2 separate regions of the Capsicum annuum genome follow, and region 2 is linked to region 1. The links are chromatin contacts, called in public Hi-C maps. All regions are on one chromosome and are shown on one strand. The core of a region is the stretch at or near the end of the contact, and the rest is flanking DNA. Distances in the headings are between cores, read along the strand shown. Region 1 overlaps LOC107842388. Region 2 overlaps LOC107842389 (OVARIAN TUMOR DOMAIN-containing deubiquitinating enzyme 4).

Region 1 (3,421 bases), core at 433-2,932:
AAGTGCAACCTGATTATACTAGCAACCTTTTCATCCATTTCTTCTCAATCCCCCGTTTTCATGGATTCAGGCCTTTTGGATTTGCCACTTAGTGCCTTGTGTAATCCTTGTTGGATGAGCCGATCCCTCATCCTTCTCGGCCATGTTGAGAAACTGCTATCACTATTAAATTTTGCTACCTCATGCTTTACTTAGGACATTTTATTTTATAGAGTATAGTACAACCAACTGCAAAAAATTATTTTCGCGAATGAGCATAACGTGTGCTCTGATACCAGTTGTTAGGGATAAACCCCACCACAATAATAATATTGAGGTAATAAAAGCAATAAATACGAAAACAACAATAATGCGGTTAATTATCAAGAACAACAAGAGCGATAATGACACAAAGAACTTTACATGGAAACCAGTAAGCGAAAAAACCACTGGCCTATAGAAGCAACTGATATCACTATAGTTAGAAATTTTACACTTCTGGTTTGAGTAAAATACTCTGAAGACTACAACACACTCAAAATAAATAGCTCTCTTTTGATTTTTCCACCTCACTACAATATCAATCACACACTCTATTTTTCCCTCACAAACTAGACTCTCTGTGATGCCTCACTATTTTTTTCTCTTCATTCTTTGTTTTGGTGTGTCAAAACAAGGAGCTGATGAGCTCTTTTTATAGGCAAAAAAACTGTCTCAATAGATGTCATCAATGACATCACTGAAGGTAACATTTTCAAAGTGTTACCATGAACACATTTAGGGGTCGTTTGGTGTTAGGTATTAAAATATATAATCCTGGGATAAAATAATAGTCGTGGGATAATTTTTTTGATACTATGTTTGGTTGCTAAATTCGAAATAACTTATGTCGGGATTAACAAATAATACCAGGATAACTTATCCCATCTAAGGGGTTGTATAAATAATCCCACCATATTTTAACTTGGGATAAAGTCGTAAAATGACAAAATTACCCTCCAAATCCTGTTATTATCACTTTATATATATATAACTTTACTACTATATATAAGAGAGAACGCGAGATTTTGATAGTCCTTACATTAAATTTTTTTGATAATTTATTCCTAATTTAAATTTTAATTACTTCACAAATTTTCGCTCATTTTGGTAAATTTGAACAATTATATGGGTTTGATATTTATATATATATGTATATATGTGTGTGTGTGTATATATAACTTTACTACTATATTAAGAGAGAACGCTAGATTTTTATAGTCGTTACATTAAATTTTTTTGACAATTTTATTCCTAATTTAAATTTTAATTACTTTACAAATTTTCGCTCATTTTGGTAGATTTGAATTTTTATATGGGTTTGATATATATATTTATATATATATATATATATATATATGTATGTATGTATGTATGTATGTATGTATGTATGAGAGAGAATGTATGATTTTGATAGTCTTTGCATTAAATTTTTTTGATAATTTTATCCCTAATTTAAATTTTACTCTACAAATTTTCGTTTTTTGATGTTTTAACCTGCTAAACATATCTGCAGGACAAATTTATTTGGAGAAGTGTGGAAAATCTGAACTGGTAAAAGCTGCCGAGTGTTTTGCACTGGCTGGATGCTATGAGCAGGCTGCAAGAGTTTATGCTAAAGGCAATCATTTCTCTGAGTGCTTATCAGTTTGCACCAAAGGAAGATGTTTTGGCTTGGGTTTACAGTATGTTGAGTACTGGAAGCACGATGCTGCTCAGTGTAGTACATTGGGGAAAAGAGCAAGTGAAATTGACAAAATTGAGGAGGAGTTCCTGGGAAATTGCGCTTTAAATTATTTTGAGCTCAATGACAGAGGCTCCATGATGAAATTTGTGAAAGCATTCCCTTCAATTGTCATGACACGCAATTTCTTGAAATCTGTAGGGTGCCTTGATGAGCTGCTGTTGTTAGAAGAAGAATTGGGAAACTTCCCAGAAGCTGCAGAAATTGCACGGCTGGAAGGTGATATTCTTCGTGAAGCGGATATAACAGGAAAGGCTGGGTATTCTGACAAAGCATCTTCTCTCGTTCTTCTTTATGTTCTCTCCAACTCCCTATGGTTCTCTGGAGGTAAAGGTTGGCCTCTGAAGTCATTCCCCCAAAAGAAGGAACTCTTGGAAAAGGCCATGTCATTTGCGGGGCTTGGATCCAACTTTGAAACCACATGCACATTGGTTAAAGTTTTATCAAATGAGTCAAGTGACTGGTCTGGCTTGAAGCACATTTTCATTGCATCTCAGAAATGTGAAAGTATAATCAGTGAAATGTTGTGCTCTAGAAAAATATTGGATGTTCATTTTGAAAATAATGCTGCAAAGTATATTTGGGATGATAGTTTATCAGCTAATATACAGTGTTCCGAAGAATTGGTTATTTGCAGCCAAGTTAGTGTCAGAACACTGCTTTACTTTTGGAATTTGTGGAAGAAGACTATCTTTGATCTTCTTGAATCTCTTCAAGGGCTTGACGTAGAAGACTTTGGTGAATATAAAGGCTATTGTAATTTCTGCCTAAATTACTTTGGTGCTAGGCAGCACCTGAATGATCTCAATGTTACATACACACTGTTGCATCCTGATGCTGAATGGGTTAAAAACATTCACCAAAGTTTCATCAGACGGTGCAAAAAGATGGTATTTATTGATGCTCGGCATTTTATTTATGCCGCTCGACATCACTGGCATACCGAATTACTTTTTGTTGGTTTGAAGGTTTTGGATACTCTTGACTCCATCTATAAGTTGGCTGCAACTTCAGTGTCTCTTTTCCGGCAAAGCATGTGTCTTCTAAATATATATGAGGTAGCAAAATTTTTAAGTGAGTCCAAGGACCTTGATTCTAAGAGTTTTGAGTGGAGAATACGGCATTTCTTGTCCTTATCTACAAAGTACTTTGAGAAAGCCTTCCCCCTTGACCCCCGACTATCATTGATGGAGAATATGATTTCTCTCAGGAGAACTGAACTTTCCCGTGACGTGTTGCAAGAATTCATCCATCAAGATATTAAAACCAGAGGTATTCTGAGCTATGGACAGATTGGAAGGGTAATGGTCGTATGGCTTGCCTCTGGAAAACTATCTGAAGAGTTGTACGAGGAAATTGTTGGAAGAGTTCCGACAGAATCATGGAAATCATTCATGAAAATTCTCAACTTCATTAGAATGACAAAGCCGGAAGAATCTCAATCAGGCAATGCTTGTGGAAGCAAAAATTCTGAGTCTCCGGAAGTTTTTTCATCAAGCAGTGGAACTATAGGTAATATTCCAAGTGAAGCTTTGGAGTTAACATTAGTTGAGAAATTCTATGAAGCATTACAAGATACCTATGATGTGAACTGGATCAGACTAGGTGACTATATCTCCCCTGGTTGTTTCTTGTCTCTTGTTGAACGCTTTCTGATTT
Region 2 (3,421 bases), core at 589-3,088, 160 kb before region 1:
TAATGAAAGACAAAAAATTCAAATCACTTTTCAGAGGTCTTCACACTTTTAATATATTATAGATTAAGTGGAATTAATCTAACGCTATTAGGGTATTCAAATTTGGGGGCTATTTCCGTGGAATCATTTTAGAATAAAGTGTTATTTTTAACTTTTCTCCATAATTAAAATCAAATTTCATTAGATTAGTCCATTGATTTGGGCTACAAATAAATGAACTTGCTTTGCTATTAGTAATGACTATTAAGTGGAATTAGTTTACCAGCTATTAGGGGTATTTGAATGTGGAGGCTATTTTTAGTGGAATCATTTTAGAATGAAGTGCTATTTTTCACTTTTCCCCATAATTAAAGTCAAATTTCATTAGATTAGTCCATTGATTTGGGCTTCAAATAATGAATCTACTTTGATAAGTTGTCATTTTATTCTAAAGACTTAATTATTTTAGTGCCACATATCAAATGATGTGACATGTCAAGTCAAACGAAGGTGGTTATAAGATCATGCCATTTATCATAATGACATCATGTCTAGTTAAATCAAAAGCCAATGGAAATGCGTCATGTGTACAAATAACGTGTTTTGACCAATTAGTATAGTTATGTCACTTAAATTTGGTTGGCCGAAAAGAATTCGTCTTTATCTCAACTCTCTCATACTACAACTATAAATAGAGGTTTTCATAATTCAGATAAGACACGAAAATTCTAACAAGATGCCAAAGAGAGTTAGTGGATCAAATGCTACAGATTTCTTTAGAACTTATAAGTTCGAGCAACCAAGTTCAAATACAAGTCAATATCAAGACTACCAAATTCAAGATTAAGCTTCAAGCTTTTAAATTCAGGCGTTCAAGATCAAACTCAAAACCCTTTGAATTCAATTATAAATCAAGATCAAATCCATCAAGATTCAAAAATAAGTTCAAAACCTCTTGAATCTATATTCGAAAGCTTTCGAATTCAGGTACATATCAAGATCAAGTTCATTAACATTCATCATCAAGCTCGAAACCCCTTGAATTGAATTACAAATCAAAATCAAGTCCATCAAGATTAAAAAATAAGTTCAAAACCTCTTGAATTTATATTTAAAAAGACAAATCTATTTGAAATCAAATACCACAATCATTACAAATTTTCATATCCTAGTTATTTATCAGCATGAATTTTATTATCTACCACATTTGAAGAACACCTTGAATTTGAAAACTGATCTCCCAAAAACTAGATAATGTCCATGGCCAAATAGATATTTGACCCCAAAAAAACAATTTCGGTTGGTGGTTTCCAAAATCTTTTAGCCAAACAGGTTCCAAAACATACGGTTGAATAGATAAAATATCTAAATCCTTTAGATTTATTGGGACCCAAAGTTGTTACCGAACACCGCGCGAGAAGGAAAAAATCTTAACAAGTTACTTTATCCATAGAAAAAGAAAAGGGTACATTCATTTGCAAAGCATCATCAAACAATACTTCAGAATTCGACTTAACAGAGAAATGAAAAGAAAAGATGGTAAAGATTACATCATGATGAGGGGAAGAACCAAACTCCTAACAATTCAAAGAGAGCATATATTTAGGGCCCCATATGTAGGCTATTCACATTCAGCCTATTTGTTACATTCTAAATAATGCATAGTTCAAAAGCATGTGCATTGCCTCTTCTTCTCCATGATAAACCTTCATGATCAGAATGCAATTTAAAGTTTTGATCTTGGTCCTTTCTTCCCGGGAATGTGCAATGCATCATAATGACCAAATCCGTGATAGAGAACCTTAATAGGATTGTCCTTGCCATATTCTTGCCCATATTCAGCAATAGAAATTAGGCCACTTGCGTCCTGGTCATACATGTAAACACTAATTGGCATCCTGCAGAAGTCAACAGTACAATCTCGTAAGTGCATAAATCTCACGTACCATGGTGAGGCTATAATAACCGAGTGGTCTGGTGATCTACTCTAACTGATATAGATCGAATGCAGCATCATCAACTTTTCCACTTCTATCGTAATGTGCACCATATAGCCACATAAATCCATATATTCAAGAAGATAAAGAGAATATTCATCTGGTGTAATACAGAAAAACTAACGAGATTGAGATTATCAACATATAGACACAAGTTACAACAACAACAACATACCCCATATATTCCCACAAAGTTCCCACGAAGTCAGGTCTGGAGACGCACGTTGTAATAATATGAAAATTTTGGAAAACTTTAAAGCAACTACCTCGCCCAATCCAGCTATTGTTCCTGAGACTGAAACGGTATCCCTCCACCCATGAACTCTTCTTTCTGCTCGTTCAACTAACCTAAATTCTTATAGTTTCCGCCACCTCATTATCGCAGCTTTTCTTTGTTAGTGGTGCTGTAGCTCCTATTTGCAGTCCATTTCTCAGACACTAGCTTAAATAGTTAAATGCATCCAACAACAACAGGAAATGAACTCTTATCTGATACTCGCACCTCTTCTGGTTAAGGTGCAACAAAAAAGGTGCATTTCCAAAATAAAAATTAATACACCGACCTCACAGAAACAAGAGAAGTTGGGACAAAATGCTTATGCTAACAACTGAGGACCACCCAATCTCAAAGATGCTTATGCTAACAAGTGAAGACCACCCAATCTCAAAGATGCACAACTCTTAATCTAGTAAGAACTCGGACATGACTCTTGAAACAAAGTAGTAATCCTTAAAACATTGTCTGCAACGGTTCAAGCGGTTTTCATTTGGTGTCTTCTAGACAGCCGTTTTACTGAAGTCGTGCAGGCTGACAGCAACCAGTGCGAAGCACTAAAAGTGGATCACTAGCCAGCGCGCACTGCATGGGAGCGAAACTTCACAGAGTTTCAAAGTCCCCTCATCCAGTGCAACACAATGGACTCGGCAAACAATTCAGTGCAACAGCCCTAGACAGCAAAAAATTGGAGAATTCCTTAGTACTTTCACACAGTTTTGCACTACAATTATCTATACCTCGATCCTAATCCATGCATACACATATTTAATCCTTAATCCTAATCCATGAATACACATAGTAGGACGCATTTCGAAACTAGAAGGAATTGGGATAAGGATTTGAAAAGGTTTCATCACCAACAAGAATTTTAAACCAAAGGTGAAACGAAACCTAACTCAGCATTTAACTTGAATTCTACCATGAGTATTGGATTGTCGTCACATAGACTGATATAAAGATTGATTAGGGTTACAATGTAGGTGTTTATAACCTAAACGAAGTTGCATTGGGAAAAGCTTAAGGAGGAAATAAAAGAGACCTAAGATGGTATGGCTTGCCCGAAAGGGGGCAGCACTGAAAAGTGTTACACGTGTAGCCCATAGTGGAAAGTGTATAAGTTTGTATTGCATTACCTTTTATGGGTAGTGGATACGATAGCCGTACCTGA

Evidence for each region. Hi-C and Micro-C count contacts between places; a contact is called where the count stands out from the background.
Region 2: a contact with region 1 is called in a Hi-C map of leaf, with 3 times the contacts expected there. The contact joins two enhancer-like sites. A contact is called at or near these places in 3 of 5 Hi-C or Micro-C datasets (leaf and placenta).

Annotation. Positions count from the first base shown.
Region 1 is chr9:169,526,677-169,530,097 of UCD10Xv1.1, reverse strand. LOC107842388 reads left to right here. Exons shown (of 16, transcript XR_007045148.1): 12 at 1,535-3,421. Among protein-coding and RNA genes, the nearest start is that of LOC107842388, 19 kb to the left of the region's middle. Within about 2 kb of position 1,682, at least 3 of the 5 cell types and tissues checked have an H3K27ac peak or open chromatin away from gene starts, as enhancers often do. A contact at or near this core is called in leaf, where this site is marked.
Region 2 is chr9:169,691,763-169,695,183 of UCD10Xv1.1, reverse strand. LOC107842389 (OVARIAN TUMOR DOMAIN-containing deubiquitinating enzyme 4) reads right to left here. Exons shown (of 7, transcript XM_016686210.2): 7 at 1,422-1,877. The coding sequence ends at 1,706. Among protein-coding and RNA genes, the nearest start is that of LOC107842389, 11 kb to the right of the region's middle. Within about 2 kb of position 1,838, at least 3 of the 5 cell types and tissues checked have an H3K27ac peak or open chromatin away from gene starts, as enhancers often do. A contact at or near this core is called in leaf, where this site is marked.